6 separate regions of the Rattus norvegicus genome follow, and all the other regions are linked to region 3. Evidence: chromatin contacts called from public Hi-C data. All regions are on one chromosome and are shown on one strand. Each heading gives the region's core, a stretch centred on a gene start, on an enhancer-like site or on the middle of the called end of the contact. The rest is flanking DNA. Distances are from core to core; before and after follow the strand shown. Region 1 has its middle 34 kb from the start of Lpp. Region 2 holds the start of Lpp (LIM domain containing preferred translocation partner in lipoma). Region 3 holds the start of Bcl6 (BCL6, transcription repressor). Region 4 overlaps Lpp (LIM domain containing preferred translocation partner in lipoma). Region 5 overlaps Lpp (LIM domain containing preferred translocation partner in lipoma). Region 6 overlaps Lpp (LIM domain containing preferred translocation partner in lipoma).

What was found. A called contact is a pair of places that touch in the nucleus more often than the background predicts.
Region 1: a contact with region 3 is called in a Hi-C map of liver, with 6 times the contacts expected there. The contact joins the enhancer-like site here to the promoter of Bcl6 in region 3. A contact is called at or near these places in 9 of 12 Hi-C or Micro-C datasets (the A7r5 cell line, the Rat2 cell line, Schwann cells and 5 more) and 1 of 1 datasets of contacts at active chromatin or transcription factors (oligodendrocytes).
Region 2: a Hi-C map of liver shows a contact between it and region 3, with 4 times the contacts expected there. The contact joins the promoter of Lpp here to the promoter of Bcl6 in region 3. A contact is called at or near these places in 3 of 12 Hi-C or Micro-C datasets (hepatocytes and liver).
Region 4: a contact with region 3 is called in a Hi-C map of the A7r5 cell line, with 5 times the contacts expected there. The contact joins the enhancer-like site here to the promoter of Bcl6 in region 3. A contact is called at or near these places in 4 of 12 Hi-C or Micro-C datasets (the A7r5 cell line, Schwann cells, frontal cortex and 1 more) and 1 of 1 datasets of contacts at active chromatin or transcription factors (oligodendrocytes).
Region 5: a contact with region 3 is called in a Hi-C map of liver, with 4 times the contacts expected there. The contact joins the enhancer-like site here to the promoter of Bcl6 in region 3. A contact is called at or near these places in 5 of 12 Hi-C or Micro-C datasets (frontal cortex, hepatocytes, kidney and 2 more) and 1 of 1 datasets of contacts at active chromatin or transcription factors (oligodendrocytes).
Region 6: a contact with region 3 is called in a Hi-C map of liver, with 4 times the contacts expected there. The contact joins the enhancer-like site here to the promoter of Bcl6 in region 3. A contact is called at or near these places in 3 of 12 Hi-C or Micro-C datasets (the A7r5 cell line, liver and mammary epithelial cells).

The regions. Positions count from the first base shown.
Region 1 is chr11:89,837,062-89,840,787 of GRCr8, reverse strand. It overlaps a transcript of Lpp not described here. Among named protein-coding and RNA genes, the nearest start is that of Lpp, 34 kb to the right of the region's middle. Within about 2 kb of position 1,312, at least 29 of the 93 cell types and tissues checked have an H3K27ac peak or open chromatin away from gene starts, as enhancers often do. A contact at or near this core is called in kidney and liver, where this site is marked.
Region 2 is chr11:89,803,972-89,807,398 of GRCr8, reverse strand. It overlaps Lpp (LIM domain containing preferred translocation partner in lipoma), which reads left to right and starts at 2,135. Exons shown (of 12, transcript NM_001013864.1): 1 at 2,135-2,170.
Region 3 is chr11:90,356,754-90,360,363 of GRCr8, reverse strand. It overlaps Bcl6 (BCL6, transcription repressor), which reads right to left and starts at 1,611. Exons shown (of 10, transcript NM_001107084.1): 1 at 1,471-1,611. LOC120095689 (a long non-coding RNA gene) reads left to right here and starts at 1,712. Exons shown (of 3, transcript XR_005491443.1): 1 at 1,712-2,130.
Region 4 is chr11:89,571,913-89,575,680 of GRCr8, reverse strand. The region is part of intron 5 of Lpp (LIM domain containing preferred translocation partner in lipoma); the gene reads left to right. Among named protein-coding and RNA genes, the nearest start is that of Mir28, 93 kb to the right of the region's middle. Within about 2 kb of position 2,505, at least 8 of the 93 cell types and tissues checked have an H3K27ac peak or open chromatin away from gene starts, as enhancers often do. A contact at or near this core is called in the A7r5 cell line, where this site is marked.
Region 5 is chr11:89,423,973-89,427,408 of GRCr8, reverse strand. The region is part of intron 8 of Lpp (LIM domain containing preferred translocation partner in lipoma); the gene reads left to right. Among named protein-coding and RNA genes, the nearest start is that of Mir28, 55 kb to the left of the region's middle. Within about 2 kb of position 1,393, at least 2 of the 93 cell types and tissues checked have an H3K27ac peak or open chromatin away from gene starts, as enhancers often do. A contact at or near this core is called in liver, where this site is marked.
Region 6 is chr11:89,671,811-89,675,712 of GRCr8, reverse strand. All of the region lies in intron 3 of Lpp (LIM domain containing preferred translocation partner in lipoma), which reads left to right. Among named protein-coding and RNA genes, the nearest start is that of Lpp, 130 kb to the left of the region's middle. Within about 2 kb of position 2,207, at least 2 of the 93 cell types and tissues checked have an H3K27ac peak or open chromatin away from gene starts, as enhancers often do. A contact at or near this core is called in liver, where this site is marked.

The DNA of each region.
Region 1 (3,726 bases), core at 63-2,562, 520 kb after region 3:
AAGCTGTGAAAAGGACATTACGGGAATGGCATGAGTGGGTGTTGAATTTAGTGGGCCCTAAAGAACGGGAGGGACCCACCCGGACTGTATCAGTGAGAGCCTTTGAAGACAGAACAGTGGCCTTTGTCATCTTCCCCTCTTCTCTACTCACCTCCCTACCAGATTCGCAGCCCTGGGAGGATGTAGTTTCTAGTCACAAGAAAGTGTCACTCCCCACAGTTGTACTCTAGAGCATATCATAGCCCGTTTACAGTGACAGGGATATTTGTTTGTAGTGTCTCCGTTTTTCTCCCGGCACCAACTTGAATTTACTAGTGCACACACAAAAAAAAAAAAAAATCTGCTTCAATCGTCCTGCTCCCTGGGGCACATTCTGTGCATACAGTGACAGTCTGCCTTGCTGCTGTGAAAATACCCAAAGTCCGTCGCCTGGCACTGTGTGTTCTTTCCAGAATTAAGGTCATTCTTTACTGCCCCTGGGTGCCAGCCAGCTGAGCTGTACCCTGGCCTTGGATCTGTCCCATCCCGACGTTGTTCCGGTACGTCCTGGTGGTGGAACACTCACTGTCCTGAAGCCACCTGTCATTCCCCCTGCTAGAAATAATCTTCCCTTTGCTCGAGCCACATGCTGCTCCGAGTGGGAACATTTAGGACTCATCACATTGTACCTCGAGCGTCTGCCACTGTCCGCTTCTGGAGGGTGGGGTAGCCTCTGCTTACTTCTGGCACCTTCTGCCGTGCCACGCACATGGGAGTCCTTCCAGCATGTTTTTCATGAGTAACTGTTTTACTTTTAGTTCATCTCAGCAGTTGTACAGAGTTAGCCTCCTGAGCTCTTGGAAGCTCCGGCGAGCGTGTGCAAAAAGGTCTACTGTGAGGAAGCAAAATCCAGTGACCTAGTTACAGTCTGTTCCCTGCACTCGTGCCTCTGAGGCGGTGCTGGCCTCAGCTTGAAGAGAGATGCTGTCTCTTCAAGGTGCTGGCTGTTGGCATATCTTCCCATGGGGCCACCACCTTCTTCTCCTTTAAGTATGATAACAGCGAGTTATCATGTAGAAAATCCAGTAATGGCTGACTAGAAATAAAAAAACAAAACAGAAACAAACAAACCAACCCCCAAACCTCACAGTGTCCCTTCCCGCTGTGGCTGTGAAGCCTGCCCTGGTTTAATCTATGTGACATTGTGGAAGTATCGTGCGCTAGTGCGAGTCAGTCAGAACTGGTAGAGAAGGCCACTGTGTCCTATAGGCCGGCTGTTTTCATGCTCAGCACTGAAACTGAGCTGCAGCACACACTGTCACCATTGCTCTGGTGCCAAAGTGGACTCCATGGTGGCGTAATGATTAAATCCAAAGGGTTTGGGCGTCCTTTTTGTGCCTGGGCTGTGCTTCGGCAGCAGCGATGTGAAGAAAGCCACAGAGCAGTGACATCATAGGCACCGGAGTTTAACATGCCGGTTTCTGTAAGCATGTGGTGCTTAACCTTATGAAGGGCAGGGTGTGGCTGCCAGTGTAGCAGCAAGGCATGCTCTACCCTTCTTTCTGGTTGGAGTCCTAAGAGATTCCCAGGGCTTTTGTTCCTTTGAGGGAAGGTTCTGGAAGACTACAGCTGTCCCCATTTATAGTAATGGATCTTATCTAAGTCAGGCTACCAATGGCGAGGGAGACTTCAAAGAGCATTGCCTGGTGGTGCCTGTGGCTCAGGGGTAGAGCCTCTTTAGACCTTGGGATTAATTCCCAGCACCACAGCAGAAGAAGAAGAAGAAGAAGAAGAAGAAGAAGAAGAAGAAGAAGAAGAAGAAGAAGAAGAAGAAGAAGAAGAAGAAGAAGAAGAAGAAGAAGAAGAAGAAGAAGAAGAAGAAGAAGAAGAAGAAGAAGAAGGAAGAAGGAAGAGGAAGAAGAAGAAGAAGAAGAAGAAGAAGAAGAAGAAGAAGAAGAAGAAGAAGAAGAAGAAGAAGAAGAAGAAGAAGAAGAAGAAAAGAAGAAGAAGAAGAAGAAGAAGAAGAAGACCTGCATCCTGCCTTCCAGTGTGCCACGTGTAGCCTAGAGGTGTCTGGGATGGACAGGAAAACTTGAACATAGATGTCTGACCATACTCAGAGGGCTAATTCGAGCTTTTCCTCTGTATTATTTTGTTTTGTTTTGTTTTTTTCTATTTTTCATTTTATTTTGTTCTCTTCTCTTCTTAGACAGTTTCATCACTTAAATGATTTCCAAGCACTACAGTGACTTTGAAGCAGGGCAGGAAAATACAAAATAGAGAATAAAATTTACCCCAAATGCATTCTGCTTTAACGATCATTGTTACAGTTTTGGGAAGAAGTTTTTCAGCTCCCCATTCCTCCTTTCTTCCCTTTCTCTCCCCCAGCATGTGCAAATGGGCGTGTGTCCCTGTGTTCACATGTATGACTGTGTTTACAGTTTACAGTTTTCGACGACAGTTTTCACTAACGACATATCTTGCACGTGATTTTTCTTTAAAAGCAACAAAAAAGTATGTGTCTGAGTGGTTTGCTCCCATGTATGCCTGCGTGCCACTGTGTGCTTGGTGCCTGCAGGAGCCAGAAGAGGGCTTAGGTCTCCTAAATTGTAGTTATAGATGGTCGTGAGCTGCCAGGTGGGTGCTGGAAATCAAACTCCGGTTCCCTGGAAGAGCGGCCAGTGCCTTTAACTACTGACCCACGTGTCCGTCCTCTAGAGAAGCCTTTAAAGAAACCAGAGCCACAGCTGCCACATGTGTGCACGTAACATTGCACGCTCAAGTGTAGAGAGATTGTGATGTGTAATCATGGTCATAAGGAAGAGAAGTTGCTCTTGCAGGGCCGTGGTAGAGGTGTGGTTGATGAGACGTTGCCAGCCATCCAAGGTCCTTCATGGCAGCGTGGAGAGAGAGGTCCTGAAGTACAGTCAAGCAGGGCATGAGAGAACGAAGACTTGGGGATGTCTGCAGTGAGACAGGGTCACTACTTAAGCAGTGATTCTAAGAATTAGTGATGAATCTGGTAGAAGGACTTAGGAGTTTGAGTAATCAACTGCTGAGGATGCTGGAATGAGGGTACCAGTCTCAGAGCTGCGTGATTCCTGGGCAGCTTTAATGGACAGTCAGTGGCCCATGTGTCACAGAAGATCATGTGTACTTCATCCATGTGCTTTTTGGCAATTTCTTGCACATATATATTGCATTCTGGTCACTCCACCCTCCATTCTCTCATCTCATATCCACCCCCACTTTCCTGGTGCCCTCCCCACCTCTCCTTAGAAGCCCCTCCCCCTCAGACAGGGTCTTCTTGTCTTACCCAGGTGGGTCTTCAATTCCTCCTCAGAAGTGATTCTCCTGTCTCAGTCAATCCTATCATCATTTCTGCAACCTTTTCCCAGGAGTACAGGCACCTGCTACCAGGCCTGGCACTTGAAAAAAAATAGGGCTTCTCTCCCTCCCTGTTTCATGTATGTATGTGTGTATATATGTACATGTGTATCATTTGTGTGTGCATGTGTTTGCCTGTCTGCCTTATGTAATCTTTTTAATGGCTACCATTCTACCCCAGACTTGGAATATAGTTTTCTTAAGGTCTGGTAATTTTTACAATCCTTTACAGCTTCATGATTAAACCAGTGGTTCAGCTGCAGTTGACTGTTCTGTGTTGTTGCTACTGAAATGATTCCTCTTAATTTAGGACACGTCAGTTAGTATCAGAAACTGGCAGGTACAGCACTGTGCACGGAG
Region 2 (3,427 bases), core at 886-3,385, 550 kb after region 3:
ATCTATTGATGCAACCTCAGATGAAGGGCACTTAGATGGCTGAGACGTGGGCAAACAAATGTTATGCAATCCTGTCAAGGTCTGTGGTACAAGGATCAGCCCCTAAGCAGAAGTAAACACAGTGCCAAACGTGGGACCTAAGTCTTCAGTATTGGTCTCCCTCCTAAGCATCTTCTTAGAGTCTGTCATGGGGTGAGAAATCCAAGGAGAAGAGATACTCATTCCTTGGTACAGTGGGGGAGAATGTTTTAGAGAGTCTGTGTTTAGAAGTTTGAGGGAAGTAGAGGGGGCTCTCGAATCAGAAACCCAGTAGAACGATTGTTTACATGGGGACTAGTACAATGCCTATAGAAAACCGAGGAGTGCCTCTTAGATTTTTAAAATGTTAGTCAGTTGTTGATCCACTCTCTATTTCTACATCTTTTGGGTGTAGACTACAAGATTTGCATTTCGAAATTCTTCTTAGGTAATTCTGAAAATGTCCTGATTTTGAATTCACACTGAGTTATGCAGTGCTTAACGTGTCTGAAGGAGAAAGACACACAGAGCTTGGGAAGGAGAAGGCCGCAAAGGTCATGAGGTGGGTGTGGCCCCAGCTGGAGTCTCTGCATCTAACCGCCCCCTGTTCTACCCTGGCCTGATCCCCACGGCCACTGTTTATTCGGCCCAGAACACCTTGTTATCCTTCATTTGTGTACCTTAGCTTCTATACCTCGGCTGGAGAATGAAGGCTTAAGGAAACTTGGCCTTGAGAGTGGCCCTGAGGCTCTTTTCCATGGGCTTCAGTCTTTCCATTATGATCAAGCGTGCCCTCCGCAAACTGAACTGTTTTCTGTACATGTTCTTCTCTGTACAATGAACTAGACCTTCCATCTGCAGGGGCACCTCAGACTTTTGTCAGAGTCAGTTAATTCTTTGTGAAAAACTGCAGACCGGACGGAGAGTGAGTTTACTCGTTGAGGAAACCATGGCCTCTCCCCTAGCACAGGGCCCTCTCCTGTCTCTTCGTGCACACCATGTGGAGGAATCATTGTCATTTGTAGTCCCATCTTTCTTATTTGGAAACTGTAGAATTTCTCTTTCTATCTTAGTGGGGAGCACAGTTTGAGTAAATTCTAACGGCAGAATCTGCTTGTCTGGGAAAGGGGCAGGGAGGCGTCACAGACGGGCTTGGTGGCTCACACTGAGCGAGCAGCCAGACTGCAGTCCTCTGACTGTGCTGAGGAGCTGGCTGGCTCGTCCTGGGTGGTACATTAGTCTTTAAGGGCTATGGAGTCTCTGTCACTGACGTCTTTACTAGATCATAGACTCTGTGCCTGTGCCACACATCCTCCCAGGGGTCATAGGAATCTCCTGAGTTCTTGACCAGAGCAAGAGTCAGAACTCCTGAATGGCTTCAGGAGGGATGATGTGTGAGGGGCCCAGGATGGTGATAATGTGCAGGTTTCTGAGGTAAAGCAGGATGTTAGAACTTTGAGGTGAAAAGGAAACGAAACAGTTTTCATGTCCTTTTAGAAAACAAAACAAAACAAAACAAAACAAAACAAAACAAAACAAAGAACCAAACAAAAACCAAACTCCATTTCTGAGCAAAGTAAAGGGACCTTGTGCTGCACTAGGGAACCAGGAAACAGTCAGGCCTGTCTCTGTCACATTGTGCTCGTGGACACTCCTCCACCATCGGTGGCAATCAGTGGCCTCTCCTCTCTGAGCTGGGTGGGTCGGGTGACTCAGTCCACATGGGCAATCTCTGCAAGCCTGTCTTCCTCTTGGTTGTTTTAAACAAGAACTTTTATTTTCCACCAAGTGAGACGAACCCATTTTTGCAATGGTGTTGCCTAGGCTCCTTTCGGAAAATTGACACACTAGTACACTGAGATACTGAGGTGTCATCCACATGTGTTTGTTTTAAAAGATAAAAGCTACATGTTATGTAGCTCTGTGTGTGTGTGTGTGTGTGTGTGTGTGTGTGTGTGTTTGTGTGTGTGGTTTTGTTGCTTCCTGTATATGATGTTAATATTTTAATTTTCTATGTCATTTGATGTCCTTTGCAATGTGTTTTGATTGCTATGATGTTGCTTTATGTATGGCGTGCATTGTGATGTAACAGAGTTCCGCTTCTATTATCCGTAACAGCTCATTGCCAAGAGTGGAAGTTCGCTAAGATCAGGTAGGGACCATATTCTTGTTGGGGAGGACTTTCAAGTATTTTACATCACCTTGCACAGTAGGATGGAGTTTAGCAGTGTTTTGGGTAAAGAATTCAGTGAAGCATAAAGTTCATACATGTAGAACTGATAAAGTAGAGAAAATTCATGATAGGCTGTGGTGTGCTATGTTGTTTTAATTAAGATAACATTACCTAGAGAAGCAGTGACGAATTCTTTAGTCACCTTGTGCATGTGTCAGATTAGATAAGCTCCCTTAGACCTCTGGAAGGCCTTTCCTATTCTCTCGGGGCACTTGGAGGGGAGGGTAGGTGAGGAGGGGGTTGATGTCCATTGCTTTGCCCAAAGCTTGTGATTTTTACCTCTGGGCAAATGTATAGAACTGTAATTACCATCACTTTCAGTGGATGTCACATGATGAAGAGAGTCCTTTGAAGACTTTTTTGTATGTAAAAACTTAAGGGCGAGGTTGGCTGTAAGGTTACTATTGCATCCTGAGATCTCGACCCCATCTCTTGTCTCCCTGCAAGTCTGTGTAGCAGCTTGTCTTTTTCGTTGGCCTGCTTGTCCATACACTTGTCTGTTCTCCCACCACCTGACTTACTGTCCCTGCCTATCTCACTCATTTGTCCATTTCCAGCCTTGTTTATTGTTTCTGTTGATTCACCTATCCATGTCTGTGCAGGCTGGTGCCAGCCATTGATTTCTGGGGCAGTGGGTGATGTTGAAAGGGTTATAAACATGTTACATTTCACCCAAAGGATCCCAGGCCCAAGGTCATGAGGACCAGAGAGTGAAAACGACAGTAAGTGGACCATTTTCTTTTGGTTAAAGATCTGAAGGGATGTTCAGAACTGACTGGATCACACATTCTATAAGGTTCTTGGGTGTTCGTAAAAGAATGCACTTTGCATAATACCATTCCAGTTGACATTTTTGCTGGCAAGCAGTTCCAAAGACATGGAATAAACAAAAGTTGTTTAGGTCCAGTTGGGGAAATTTGCAGAGATGCCCAAAGGTCATGTCTCCAAATGCATGGACTTACAAAGTGCGTATTACGGCATTTCAGGAGGTTAGATTCATGGTGATGGATGAAAGGTGGACAAAATGGAAGGGAAGGATGCTGGAAGCTGGAGGGAGGGGATGCTGGAGGCCAGTCCCCCACTGTGGCTGAGGAAGCTCATCTCCTATTTAGTCTCCTCATCAGCCTCGTACTGCATCCAGAATCCCAGTTTTGGGTAATAAAGAAATCTCTGAGA
Region 3 (3,610 bases), core at 362-2,861:
GCCTCTAGCTACCGCTGCCCCCCAGGCAGCCGATTTCCTAGGTCCCAACTCCCAACCCACTCCCGCCCCGGGCCGCCGCCGCCGCTTTTCCCCATTCCTACTCCCTCGAGGAGAGCCACAGGTTGCAAATCCAACCAACCTCGCAATCTGTTTTTGCAAAATAACTCACAAAGATCTCCCTTTCGCACCCGCTCCTCCCGTCCAGAGTCCCTCAGCCAGAATCACAAAGTGCCCCCTTCTTTCCTCCCTGATCTTGCAAATCAGGAACGCAGGCTGGGGCTCTGTTTTTCTTCCTTCGCCCAAAAATAAGGACCTTGGGAGTCTGAAGCGTGGCGTCCGCTATACCCAGGGCCATAGCTGCTTTTTATTTATTTATTTTACACAGCTTGCACCAAGGGGGAAAAATGAAATTAAATTTAGGAAAGGGAGGGAACTACCGCTGAGAGCCAATACAGTCACGCAGCACCCAAAATACAAACACCGCGGCCGCCAGAAATCCCGCCACCTCCCCGGAGCTCTGGGCTGGCTGGCCAAGACCCTCCGGGTCCCGCACGCTGAAAGCGCCGCAGGTGCAAAAAACCGCGCACCCCTCTCCCGCCCACCCCCCAAATCCCTGTCCCGCCTTCAAGCCTCCTTCCTCGGGCTGGGCAGACCGAGCGCACCCGGGTTCCCGACTGCCTCGACTCCAACCAAGAAAGAATAATTTTCAAAGTATTCAACGTCCCCGCCCCCCGTGCAAGCGAAGCCTCCCCAAAACACTGTCTCTCCTTGGGAAGATCACGGCTCTCAAAGGAAACTACAGACACGATACTTCATCTGGCTTTATGACCAAAAAGAAAAGGGAAAATAAAACAACCAGCCGAGGAGTTGGCTTGCATTCCCCCTGCTGACTCCCGGCTCGGGTGCAAGGCAGGGACTGTGCGGGGCCGGGGCCGGTGGACGGCCGCCAACGCGGGCACCGGGAGAACTGAGCGGGGAGGGAGGCAGCGGCGGGGAAGGCAGTTTGCAAGCGAGCAGAGAAAGCAAGCCAAGCCGCGCGAAGCCGGCGGGGCCGCCGCGGTCCGCGCTCCCAGGCCGCGCAGCCCAGCGCCCGCCGCCCCGCGCCCCTGCGTCTCCAAACACCGAAACAACACCGGGCAGGGCGGCACAGCCTCTCCGAGGCGGCCGAGGCGCTCCAAGACAGCAAAAAAGAAGAATACGTATGCGTAAAGCTAGATCCTACAGTGGGAGAGACGTGGGGCTGGTCTTCGGCATTTATTTTAACACCTGACAGCTAGAATCAATAAATAGATACATTTATATCAATAGATACACATAGGAAACTTGGAGCCAAAGCATTTGGCAAAAGCGGAAAAAAAAGAATTAAAAGGTAAAATAATGATCATGAGCAGCGGCGGCGGCAGCGGCACCAGCGGCAACAGCGGCGGCGGCGGCAGCGGCAGCGGCGGCGGCAGCAACAGCAATAATCACCTGGTGTCCGGCCTTTCCTAGAAACTTCTTGCATCACCACTTCTAAGAACCCCAGTTCTAAGAATCAACAGAGCTCAATTCTCGGAATTTGAGCTGCGGGCTTTACCATTGCTCCACAGCAGGGGAGGACTCCGTGGCAGCGCCGCGCGCCGTGGCGCCCTCCCGGCCCGTAGAATGCCTCGGGGCCGCGCCGCTCGGCGCCCTACGATGTGGATTGGGGTTCCCGCAGCACTGCCGCTCGGAACACCGGGGGTCCCATGGGGGGCGCGCGCGACTACAAGGCGACCCTCCCTGCCCCCGGCCACCGATGGAACGGCCCGCTCCGCCGCCGTCACGTGGACTCCTCCTCCGTGACGTCGGCGTCTTCGCTGTAGCAAAGCTCGGCCTCTGGAATTCTGAGAACTAATTTGCTATTCGGTGACATAAGAGGGGGAGTGCGCTTCGCTTTCCCGGGGTCTGGGGCTAATTCTTCCTCTCCTACCCATAAACTCGGCTCCTCGAGCTAAATACACAAAAGGGAGCCAGAGATTTGAGCTGTTAGAACCAGTATGTTAGAGGCAGGTTTAGAGAGGCGAGTGAGGGAGAAAACAATAAATACCACAGCTCTTTCCAGCTAGAATATTAGGCACCACGAGAAAAATATTTGCCAAGCAGTTTTCGGTGGGTTCATTTGTTTTCTTTTTATTTGGGACAAAGTATGTTGCGGGGGGGGGGGCTCCTTTTGGGATGGTGGCTTGGGGATGCTCCTTGTTGTATTTTAATGATTTAGGGTTTATTCTTTTTTCCGCTTCTGTCTGGTTTTTTGCCTTTTGCAAGTTTGTGGTGTTATGTAAATCGTAGGAACTGTCATACGTTGGTTTTATTGTCTTTGTATCTCTCTCTCTCTCTCTCTCTCTCTCTCTCTCTCTCTCTGCGTGTGTCTGTCTGTCTGTCTCTGTCTCCTCTCTCTCTCTGTCTCTCTCTGTCTCTGTCTCTGAATCTCTCAGGCATTTAAAAGATGCATTATTTCAGCCTAATACCATTGACAGAAGCTTATGTTTTTGGCCACCTATAACCCCAACCTCCAATATCCCCCCCACCCCACCCCCCAGCCGCCCTTGGTGCAGTTTCCTTTAAGTCTTGGACTTTACTAAAGGGAAGCTTTACTGCACTTGAAAGAGATGTAAAGGGATTTGGTTTGGTTTGGTTTGTTTCTTTCCAGGACAGCAAGTGGTGGGTTTACTCTGTTACTGTCGACTCTGAGGAAATTTCTTGATGCTAGAAATGTGTGTGTGGGAACGCGTGACGTTTGTCTGCTACAACATTCTGTGAAGCCAAATACATGTTTATATTTTGTTATTTTCTTAAGGTCTTGGACATTTTTTTTCTTTTTTTTTTTAAACCCCCCCATGGGTTCGTTTCAAGGTCGTCGGAGAAAGAAAAAAAAATCTTTTCAGTATGTGTTGAAGGGATCAGCCTGAGGGAATTTAAAGGCTTGGTTGCCAGGTTCACAGATACTGCGTGTATTGAGTACAGGCTGTGCTACAACTAGGCGCACTGCACGCAGCCAGGTCTTCTAGGCTCTGGAGCAGAGCTGAGGAGGGGAGGAGGGGGGGATCTTTCTTTCCCTTCTTTCTTCCTTTATTTTAAAAGGCGAGTGCAGGGCAGAATCCTTTCACTGTGGGCCCTGGTTTGTTTGTTCATAGCTGCCAGTTTCCCTATTTAAATGTTGGTTGGGGTTTTTGCCCTCCTACTCATCCTTGGATGAGTGAGACTCTTGTTTCTTTTATGTCTGTCTCTTGCAAGAAGGGTGTGAGCTAAATAATATTCAGATTCCTTAAGAATTAGAATGAACCCAAAGTGTTTGGAGCAAAAGACGCTTTCAAAGGTCAGGCTGTTCTGGGCTTTAGCTGTGAAAGTCCTTCAAGTGGCTCGTTAAATCACAGAGGGGTTCTTAAGTATTCGCAAAACATCTCCACATATTAATTTCTAATGAGTACCTGTGGACCACAACCCTAAATGTGGGCTTAAAAATAGAGATGCAAGCAAAATTCTGGAAGACTGCTGATTTATGGGGTACGGAGGAATGGTCCGTAACAGCTATGCCGTTGTTGGCGAACACCGCTTCATCAAAAGATGATGTCACAGGCTTTAGAACTGG
Region 4 (3,768 bases), core at 1,256-3,755, 790 kb after region 3:
GTATTGGGCTCTTAGTGTCTTCCTAGGCCCTCTTCCTCCAAGTTCCTGGAGTCACAACTACAGGACATGTGATGTAGGTGTATCCGTTGTGTACACTGCTACCGTTGTTATCCTGTGATAACAGTGTCCCCTTTACTTCTACTACTCAGGGCACATGGCTTGCTCTCCTGTCAGAGCATTTCATGGCCCTGTTTGATGGACTCTTAACTATTGTTCTCTCATTGCTGTGTCTCTATAGTGCACACAGCCTGAGTCTTATGATTGCTTGTCCATATTTTAACTCTGTACTCATAAAGTTAACATCATGCAAACAGCACACACCTGTGTTTCTTCCGCTCGCTATCTGTCTTTGTCTCTGTCTGTCTGTCTCCCTCTCTGTGTCTCTGTCTCTCTCTGTCTCCCCCCACCCCCACCCCCCGCCTCTCTCTTGCATCTCCAAGCTTCTAGAGCAGGTCTGCCTCAACTCAACTATGGTTCTATCTCCCATCAGTTCTTGTCTGTATTTCTTTTCTTGTCCAATCTGGACTCTGCAGCTCAGTGCTTCAGGCCTTTCTTCTCAGTCTTCTCATCCTCCTTTGGTAGGCCTTTTTCAGAGCTTCACAGCAGGCCCACCCAGTATCAAACCTGAGGCTCTTTCAGTCCTCACCCCCGACTTACGGTTATCACACTCCAGAGTCTGTTTTTCTGTGTGGGTTAAGATGATGTCACTGACTAGCCAGTTTCCTTAACAAGACATTTAGATTATTTTCCTCGGCTCCACCGTCCCTGACATAATCTCCTTTCCTCACTGTTTTATGTCTTGCTTACTTCTCCATGTCTTCACCGTGGGCCGGAGATTTCAGATCACTGTAATGTCACATGGATCGTGGGTATATTTGTTAGCTTTTTGTCACCATGACAAGGTACCTGAAACAAAGGAGAAAGGATTTATCTTGCCACACCACTTGACAGGTTACCTGCCCACAATGCTGTAGGCCTGCACTCGGTCAGAACATCGTGGCAATAGGAAGGCGTGGTGGGGGCAAAGCTTCTCAGAGGAAGGCTGAGTAGAGGGAAGGGTGCCGAGCGAAGGGCAGGCCAGTCTCCCTAACACCCATACAACCTGCTTCTTCCTGCTAGGCCTTGCCTCTTAGTTGTACATCCAAAGAACCAAAAGACCAATCCTTCCATTTCAATAGCATTTTTGTGAACTCATCACCTCTCATAACCGGTAAGCTAAGCTTTCAGCACAAGAACTTTCTGGGGGAACATTTCACTTGGATTATATCTTTCTAAATGAATTCTTTGTAACCAGTTGTTACAGCCAGCTCCATCCTGTTCATGTACCATGTTTTCCACCTGCAGTTTCCTATGTGCCTCCTCTTGCACTTTGTCTTAGCACAGTAGTGCACCACGATGATCAGAGAAGCCGACTCTGAAGACAATAGAAACAAGTTTGATTTTCACTTGTGACCCTATGGTTAAGAGAGGGATAGCCATAGCACATCTCCTTTTAGGCAGAATGCCTCTGTGGATTGTTCCCCTCCTGCCACAAACACACTGGGCTGATGCCATACACGCTCGCCTCTGTGCAAGGAACCCTGCTCATGCCCTCAGCCTTTCATCACTGTCACCATAGATGCCAGTTCCCATAGAACTGTTCAGCAAACTCCTCTTGCTTAGTTCCTTGTTAGGAACTTCCTGTATTCTTCTGTATCTTTGCTCTTACCCTCCCAAAGCACACACGTTCAGTCTCGTGGGAATTTCGTCTCCGGCTTTTAAGGATCATTGTCTCTGCACCCATTGTAAGTTCCAAAGGACCCTTGGCCTATTGACCCTGGCCTCATGTTAGACTCACTAGTGTGGCTGGGTGCCCTGGCCATGCCAGGCATTAGTGAATATCTGAGACCTTTTCAGAAAGTGACTGACTGCCTCACTCACTGCACATGGGTCCCCATAAGCTGACCACAGCTTTCACTCTGCAGAAGAGAACAGAAAATATAAAGCTCTTGTTCCTGTGATGGCCCCTTGAGAAGCTACCTCCTCCTAGAGAGCTGTTTGTGCAATCAAATCAAGTGGCCTTTTATAAGGAGGGACAGCCCCAAGCCAGTTCCCTTCTCTTGGGGAACCCAAAAAGGCATGATTTGTCTTTCCTCTTCAAATCTTGATCTCAGCAAAGCAAATCCTGATCCTTTCCCCCAACCCTCCTAATTGTGTCAACTTGACAGGGGGAATGAGAATTCTAACCCCCTGCTTCAGGTGTTTACAGAAGTAGAGCTTGGGTAGGGGCAGCAAGCACACTTGTCTTAGTAGGACTGTAGACATTTCTAGGTGTGCAAGTGTGAGCATTCATGGAAACCTTCTGTACTTTACTGTCAAGCTTTGGGGGAATATTTTTAACAGTTCTACATGTTGAAAGTCAGTTGATGATTTTTAAAAGGAAGCGTGCCCTTTTTCATTAGCTCCTTTTACCTCATGCTGAGTCATGGATGGGAGAATTTGTAGGCAGCTGAGCTGCAGGAAGAATAATCCTGTCATTTACACTTTCAGGTTGTTATGCTTTCCAGAAAACTCTTTCAGTGGGTTGCAAAAGTGATTAATCTCCCCTTGAAACTGATGAAGAGGCCCTCTGATAACAGGAAATTGAAGGGGTGGGATTTCTTTAAAGAGCCGGCTCCTCTTTCCAGTTTTAGATCAGGAAAAAAGTCTGCATGCCATTTTTGGATTGGAGTGTGTGTGTGTGTGTGTGTGTGTGTGTGTGTGTGTGTGTGTGTGTGTGTGTGTCGAGGTGGGGAGGTGCGCGTGCATGCCTGCCTGCCTGCCTGAATCTGATCATGACCTGAAAGGATTAAAGGAGTTTCTGGTGGAACTGTGCCTTTCCTGGACTGGTTTGGCTAATTGCTCATGTTGTATTTAAGCTGCTGCTTTCTGCATTCCGTTCTCTTGTTTGTTTTTCATTCTGTGTTTAGTCCTTACTTCTTACTTCCAGCTCTCTTGAGCAGACATCCTTTCTAATATGAGAAATGGTAAAGATACTCACACTGCTCCCTTGGTTAAACTCCGAGGGTCCCAAAACCAAACAAAAGACATGAGTCTGGGAAGGGTTGTGGGGTGAGTGGGGCCTGTCAGTAAGGTGTGGGAGTGAGAATAATTGGGATACATTTTATACTTGTATAGAAATGTCATAGAACAATTTGTATTATTTTTCTCAAGATGGGCTATGTTCCTCCTGTTGTGTAAATTGCCCCCTCAGTGAGAAAGTTTGTTCCTGTGGTGTTTCTTAAGCATATAACTTGGATATAAGTTATTAATATAACTGAAATGCAATATACCTTATACCTTCTTCGAGCACTAAAATTTTTCTTCGTATTTTTTTAAAGATTTATTTATTTATTTTGTATATGAGTACACTGTAGCTGTCTTCAGACACACCAGAAGGGGACATCAGATCTCATTACGGATGGTTGTGAGCCACCATGTGGTTGCTGGGATTTGAATTCAGGACCTCTGGAAGAGCAGTCAGTGCTCTTAACCGCACCCCTCATTCTGAGGGTCCTGCCATCCCCTTGAGGACTGAGTGCATTCACTATGAATAGGTGAGGGGGAATTTTCTCTCAACTCTACCAGCAGTGCTCACCCCACTAAAGAGAAGAGATGGAAATGTCCTTCAGCAGAGTGGATCTGCTTTAGGAATCCAGGGCTCCTTTTAGACGCAACATTAACTATCCATACCACTTTTACCCTGAAGCTTCATATCTAGGTTTTGAATTCTGAAGTCAAAAGTGTCAA
Region 5 (3,436 bases), core at 144-2,643, 930 kb after region 3:
TTTGGATGTTTACATTCTGTCACCTCCTCTGTCTGCATGGTTTTAAGATTAGTTGCCACTTGCCCAAGAACTGTCCTATTAAAATGTTGTCAATTTTACTGGAAATGGAATGAGCAGTCCTCTATGACCCTGTGATTGATTATCCATCCTGTGTTAAAAGTCATGTTTTGAATGCAGTTTCTGGGATGAAAGCAATATAGAACACGTGGAACATTATTCAGGAGCTACATGAAAAGACCAGAGTCAGATAAGAATTAAATTCCCTCCAAAAGTAGGCTTAGAGGTGGGGCACAGGATGCTGATTCCTTAGCTGGGGGGTAGGGGACGCAGGCTTTGAAAACTAACTGGCTATTCCATATACATGTAAAAGGAAGAAAGCCCTTTACCAAGCCATGCATGGAGGTTACTGCTGTCTCTGCTAGGCCACCACATAAGTAGGTCAATAAATATTTCATGCAAATATAACTTCAGTACCTACTCTAAATCATCTAGAACCTTTTGAATAAGCATGAATTAAAGGGAAACTCTAATACATTGTCCAAACATTTTAACACAGCAGATCTCTTCTACAGTATTTTAGAGTTGGGATGTTTCTTAGAAGCCGTCGTAAGGATAGTGATGACAGAGACAGGACAGATGGAGGAGCTCATCATCGTCCTTCATGCTTTCTCTCCTATTGCTTAAAGGATAGTAGGACCACCCAGTCCCTGGGACTCATTGTTAGATCAACACTGGAAAACCTCTCCTCTTCCTTGATCATGTACTAAATTACAAAAGCAAGAGTCTGGCCCATGGTGGCCAAATGGCCACCTTTGTAAGGCTGGTTCTGCCAGCCTATGTCTCCGACTCCCACCGCCTTGCTCCCGGAGATGCTTCATGTTTCACTCCAATATGTCCCGTGGGGAACCTCTGAAACTCCTCAGTTCTTCTTTAATAAACATCTCCTCTCTTCTCTGAGACACCATCCCTCCTAGTTGTACCACCTGCCGCAAGCTAAATTATTCTTTAATGTTTACACCTTGCGAATATTTATAGCCCATCAGCATGGCACCCCTTAGTCACCCTCCAGCCTCGGTGTGTTACAAATATAGCTCTTTTAATCTTTCCACAAAGTCAGACTCCTCAGTCTCTTAATCATCCGTACCATCCTCTCTCTAGTGCCTATAAGAGAACAGTCTGAATATATCCCAGATGGCAAAAAATAACCCCAACATGCGGTAACTAGGGGGAGAAAAACACGGAGAGGATGAAAGGAGCAATCTCCAGGTTAATTAGTGGGGTGGCCGCAAATATGTGCACAGTTTGTTTCAGAAATAAAGCAAGCTGTATTTGTTGTAACTCTCTCCACTTTGAACTCAGTAGAACGCTGGTGGTGCCAAGCTGTGTTGATGGTCCAACTAGTCACTAAAGACCTTCAACTTTGCACTCCCTCTGTGTATCTCTTGCCTCAGATGGACTTCAAATAGCACATAGCGATACAAGAAAATGTTACTAGTTCCTGTTTAGTTTTATGGGTTCACATGGTTTCTGAGCTTCATATAAACTCAATAAGGGAGGACCTTTGACTTGTCTCTCTAGTTATTAGGCACATGGGTATTAGTCATCTTATAAAATTAGCTGTGTTTACTGAATATGATCGCCTAAATATGGGAATGACGTTAGTACAAGAGAGATTGCTCAGAAGTGCTCCACTGGCATCAATAGACTATGGCCATTTCCAGGGTTTCTTGGTTTGGTTTTTTGTTTGTTTGTTTGTTTGTTTGTTTGTTTAAATTTATTTCATAGTTTTCATAATGTTTTGAAAGGCTGTGCAGAAATGTCCACTAAGTGATTTTCTCCACACCTTGGGTCAGCCTTGATTCAGTTTATGTCCTTATCTTATGAAATGTATCTTGGAATGAAAACCTGAAGTCTGAAGGAGTCTTTAGGAAAACCTCCTGATTCACTTGGGGGAGGGTGAGATGGAGGGCCTTGCTCACTGCAGGACGTACCATCTGGAGGACAAGTGCTCCTGGGCTGCATAAGAAACGTAGAAAAGTACCTGGCAAGACATAGTAGTGCATACTTTTAATCACAACACACAAAGGCCAGGCAGGAGCTTAAAGCAAAACCATAGGCAAGTGCTGCTTACTGGTCAGGACAAGAGCTTGAAGCAGAAACATGGAGGAATGCTGCTCACTGGCTGGCACAGTTACTTTTCTTACACAGCCTAGGCCCACCTGCCCAAGGATGACACCGCCCACGATGTGCTGGCTTCTCTAGCATCAATCATTAATCCAGAAAATGCCCCATAGGTATGCCCACAGGCAAATCTAATGGAGACAGTCCTTCAACTGAGATTCCTCTTCTCAGAAGTGCACGTCTAAACTAAGTTTGTGTCGCGATGACAGAAGGTATTCCAGGAAGGTTCCCGAGGAGCCGGAAGCCAGCTTCTGCTTTAAGCTCCTGTATTGAGTCTTTGCCTCGGCTTCCTTTGATGATCCTCTGTAAACTCTAAGGTGAGATGAGCCCTCTCCTCCCGAAATGCCTCTCGGCCACATTGTTAACCACAGCAGCAGAAAGCAGTGCAGAGAGGAAGTGACCAGTCTCCATTTGTGACTCCTAGGAAATTTTCCTTTTCCCAGGATCTCACGAGACCCAGAAAGTGTTCCCTCCGGCCCAGCCATGTCCCTCCTACAGAATTCTAGGCTTTCTTCTGCAGGTGTCTCTGATACTCTTCAGGCTGATCAACTCTACAGGTTCTTCCTGTTTTCTTATACAAAGCGTTTGTCTGCAGCTCAGAAGGTGTGAGTAGCACCGGAGTTCACTAGAATAGACTTTAAGCTTTAATACTTAAAACCTAGCAATTCTGCCACTCTGAAGGTAGCAAGGGACAACCATTTCCTTTCACACACGACATAAGGTTGTGAAGGGACTTTTTCTCTGAATGAAAGAGGGGAAGAGGGAAGTAGAAACCTTCTCATGTTTTATTCAAATGTTAACAAAGAAATCGAGAAGTGTGTTTCCTTAAAATTGACACCATTTTTATCCCAGCCGTTCCGGTGACTGATAGTGGAGATGGCAGGCAGTCACAGCAGGGGGAGCTTTATTCCAGGAGCCCAGTCCCGGTGGGAAGTATTACCTCCAAGTAATACACTAATCGCTTTGAATCCTGCATATTTTCACATACTGTGTGCATACATACAGATATTAATAACTGTTCCCTAGACGTCACTTCAGCACTTGGAGAGCTCAGTGTTGCTAAGCAAGTGCCGGAGACGGAATCAGATGCAGATGGCAGTTCAGCAAGGAGGATTTCAGGGAGAGGAGAAAGGATGGAGGTGCTGAGACTCCATCCCCACGGGTCTCTGAGTTCTGACGTGATCATCTTATGTCAGCCATGCCTGGTGTTCATCTACCTACTCCACTGGGAGTATAAATGGCATTGTAGTGTTTT
Region 6 (3,902 bases), core at 958-3,457, 690 kb after region 3:
GGTGCCTGCCTCCTTGGTAGTTCCTCAGTGTGCTGTGTGGACCTGTCTGTGTTCTGAGTAGAGACATTGCTCCTCAGCCTCTGCTGTTTGGGAATGCAGACCGTGGAACGTTTACTCACTACCTCATCTGTAATAAACTCTCCTGAGAAGCCACGTCAGCGTTTAGGCCACGTGCTCACCACACTGTCCTGGCGAAGCATCCAAGGCAGGGGCAGCACTAACGCTTGGGGCTTTCTGTAGCACTGCCTTTTTCTTTTAAAACCAAAAACCAAAAGCCCCAAACCCAAAACCAGTGTTTCCTTGTGTACTCATTACCTTTCCTAGCTCCAGACCCTCCTTGTTAGTACTTTTAACTCAGTATCTGAATTGAGATTTTAGGAGAATGTAAACCTGATTATTTTCCCTGTTGGCATAACCTTATTGAAAGGCCAGGAAATGTGTGAAATGCTCAGATCTTGGGCTTTTCATCTACATCCTGATACTGAAATTTTGACCAAATAAAGAGTTGAATTTCATACTTTCCGTACATGATCCTTGGGGAATGGAACGAATCATGATCTGTGTGTAGTAGAGAAAAATCCCTGACACGTGTTATGCTAGGTACTAGTCATGCTTCTGAGTTTTAATTTATACTTAATTTTTTTGAATTGCAATGAAGTAGAATTCAAAATGAGTTCATTCGCTCTCTGTGTTCCTCATGATGAGTATCATGCTTCACGTACCTGGGCTCTTTAGAACATTCCAGTGTGGCTGGCACAAGCTTGTATTGCTTAGCATTGGTGGAAAGGATTCCATAGAGCATAGTTTAGGAAATAGGAGGACGTAGCATTCAGGTGTGTCTTACTGCTTTCCCTAAGCTTAGTTCAAATAATATTGGCCTTTATTGGTTATCAATAAAACACTGAGATTCTTTGGTTCCACTGATCTCGGCAGGATAAATGCCTCCCTGACACAGAAAGATCAACACTTAGACCTGTTTTATAACTGAGAGGATTAAGAGTACCATACAGTTCAATACCGAAGATGTCAGAGAAACAAAGGCCACAGGTGTTTGCAAGCTTTGTTAGGATTTCTGTTTCTGGAACTGTGTTCTTCTCATGTTTATACCCCTGCTGGCTTGGGATAAGAAGTTGTTGTGAATCCTATAATGTTAAGACCCTTGACATAAGGAGAATTCCACACTGTAGCCTCATTCTCATCCAACCTGAGGCTTAAAACCAAAAGCCTTTCTATTAAAATGAAGAGACCAAGAATTAAGTGGACTATAAATGAATGACATCATTTTGTTTGTTTGTTTGTTACTACATTGAATCAGAAGCAGAGGTTGGTACTCTCTGGTATTTATTTTTGTAAGAATATTTTTGCCTGAAGTTCTGACAGAAATGCCAGGACAGTGTTTCCCCTTTGCGTGGACAGACAGACGTAAAATCTAGTTGAATTTCACTTCCAGAACACCTCCCATTGCTTCTGTTCATTAGCACTCAGGATCTGGTGTTTGGGTCATGACTCAGATCAGCGGGTGAGGTTTACTATGAGAAATTCCACAGGGAATAAGTTGGGTGCAAAAAGCTCATATGTCCTATTTGAGGCTGTGTGAAATAAACTGGAGCCTCCCAATGAGGTGGCCCCAGAGACTGGATTTAATCCTCTGGTGTGACTGCTTTCACAAGAGTCTAAGCACCATAAAATACAACCACAAAAGCCTTCCTTCCAAGGAATGTGTGTGTCGGCTCCTGTCAAGAGTTCTTAGCATGGAACAATGATCCTAAAGCCATAATCTAATAAACAAACAGGTAATCCGATTCAGGTTTGTCTAGGTAATATAATGTCTCTATCAAACTACTTCCTGCACCTTTAGCTCTATTCAGAGGGAAAGAGTTCTGCGTGGGAATGTGTGTGTTTTCGTAGGAGGGGGATATGTGCGTCCCCTGACTGCGTAATTTGTTTGTCACTTCTGGCTCAGTCTCGTTGTTCACGGTGGGAATTTTCCACCTTAGTAATTTGGTATTTTCCTGGTTTTTATTGTAAAGGATGGAAATGTGCACACCTCCATTTCAGGTGTTTTCTTGCACCACCTCCATCTCTTTTGCCATTGGCCAGGGCAGACAGTTCTCGATTGTCTTCATGCCTTTCTACCCACCAAACCTTTAGGCAGCCACCAAACTCAAAGGCAAAACTGTTTCCATACAGGAAGTTCAGGGATTCCTAGAGGAATTTCCAAAGGTCCAGAGTCCTTTTTACGGCCTGTGACAACTGAGTGGCGTGTGGTGCGTTCTGTGCCCTGGGAGTTCACTTTGAAAACAGCTACCGAATGCTTAATTTTCCATGTGGCCATGAGGTTTGGGTATGTGGGGGGAGGGGGTGTCAGTCATTAGCAGCACGAGTTCCTGGTTGCTGTTTGTCTCATCTTGCCTAGAGAATTATGTTTTATGGTGTAATGCTCAGTGAGTGCCTCTTGCAGTTAGGCTAACTGCCCTGCTGTAATGTCGGGCTATTTTCTGACTACTCAGGTTGAAAACAGTCTGTGACTTTGCTGTTAATTGGCCCCCACATTTTGAGTCATAGTCATAAACCAGTGGTGTCGAAAGGGTCTTTAAGAGCTATTAAACAGGTTCCTTGCCCTTACAGGGCTGTAATAAGCATTACAGTAGTCCTCCTCCTCATCCCACCTTGAACATGTGCAGCTGGTTATTGGTAATTTTCACTTTCTCAAGCCAGCTACTTTCTAGTTCTCTTTCACTGTCAAACCTCGGGCCCTTAGTAAACGCAGATACACTGTATTGATCTCCTATTGCCAATGTTTCCCTGAAACTCTTTATAGGTTTTCCCAACAAACTTAATATTTCCAGCTGTGTTCTCTATTTCCTAGTATCAACTCTAACACGTCTGAAAGGGTACATACAGTTATAAAGTGGGGTATTTTTTATTGTTTTTGTTTTTGTTTTTGACATCCCATGTACCTTCTGGGTATAGTTGTATCTCTTGTTGCATTTGTTATCGTCTCCTTAAAAATCACAGAGTCACTCTCCAGTCCTGATTCTGGTGTGGACCGTCCTATCCTAGGTGGCATCAGGATTCTTTGGAGGCCTTTTCTTTTTAAATGGATGTGTAAAGAAAAGCCACCCACAGGTAGAGTCAAGAACTGGCTTAGCTGAAAATCTAATTTTGCTTCCTGAAATGCATTCCTCAGCTCACCACCTAACATGGATTTCTCCCTAAATTTGGTAGCATGATTATGGATCGCAAGGAGAATAGAGGACAAAATAGAATGTTTAAGTAATATCTAAACTTGGAAAGATATCCTGAAATATGAAGGAAGTGTTAGGAAGGTCTTTAACTTCAGATACTCCCTGACATGGCTGGAAGACGCTTCTGGTGCACTGAGGATCTGGTTCCTTCCTGGCTTTCCAGTCCTTCCTGCAGCCTCCTCCTCCATGGCTCACGGCGGCATGCAGAACATGCAGCTGGAGGACGCCAGGCCTGATGGCTGCATCCTGTGGATACATGGTGCAGGGTCTTCCTACTTTAAACAGTTCAGGTTGCTAAGCAGCCTATGGGTGAGGCCAGGATTCACGCTAATTTTCCTTAGAAGCCAGTGAGGGACAACGCTGGGGTGTTTGGAGTAATCAATCCATGATGAGAAAACATACAAGGAGGATTTACTGGCTTTGAAGATGAAGGAAAGGAGCCACATGCCAACAAATGAGGGCCACTCCCCTGAGTCGGGTAAAGAGAGGCAGTAGGCTCTCTGCAGACATTTCGAAAACTAAAGCAGCTCTAGAGATGCCTTGATGTTAGCCCCGTGGTGTACACGATGGGCGTCTGTTTATGGAACGGTTAAGATCAGAAACCTGCGTTCTGTTAAACTAGGAGGCCTATAGAAATAATGGGACCTACCATGT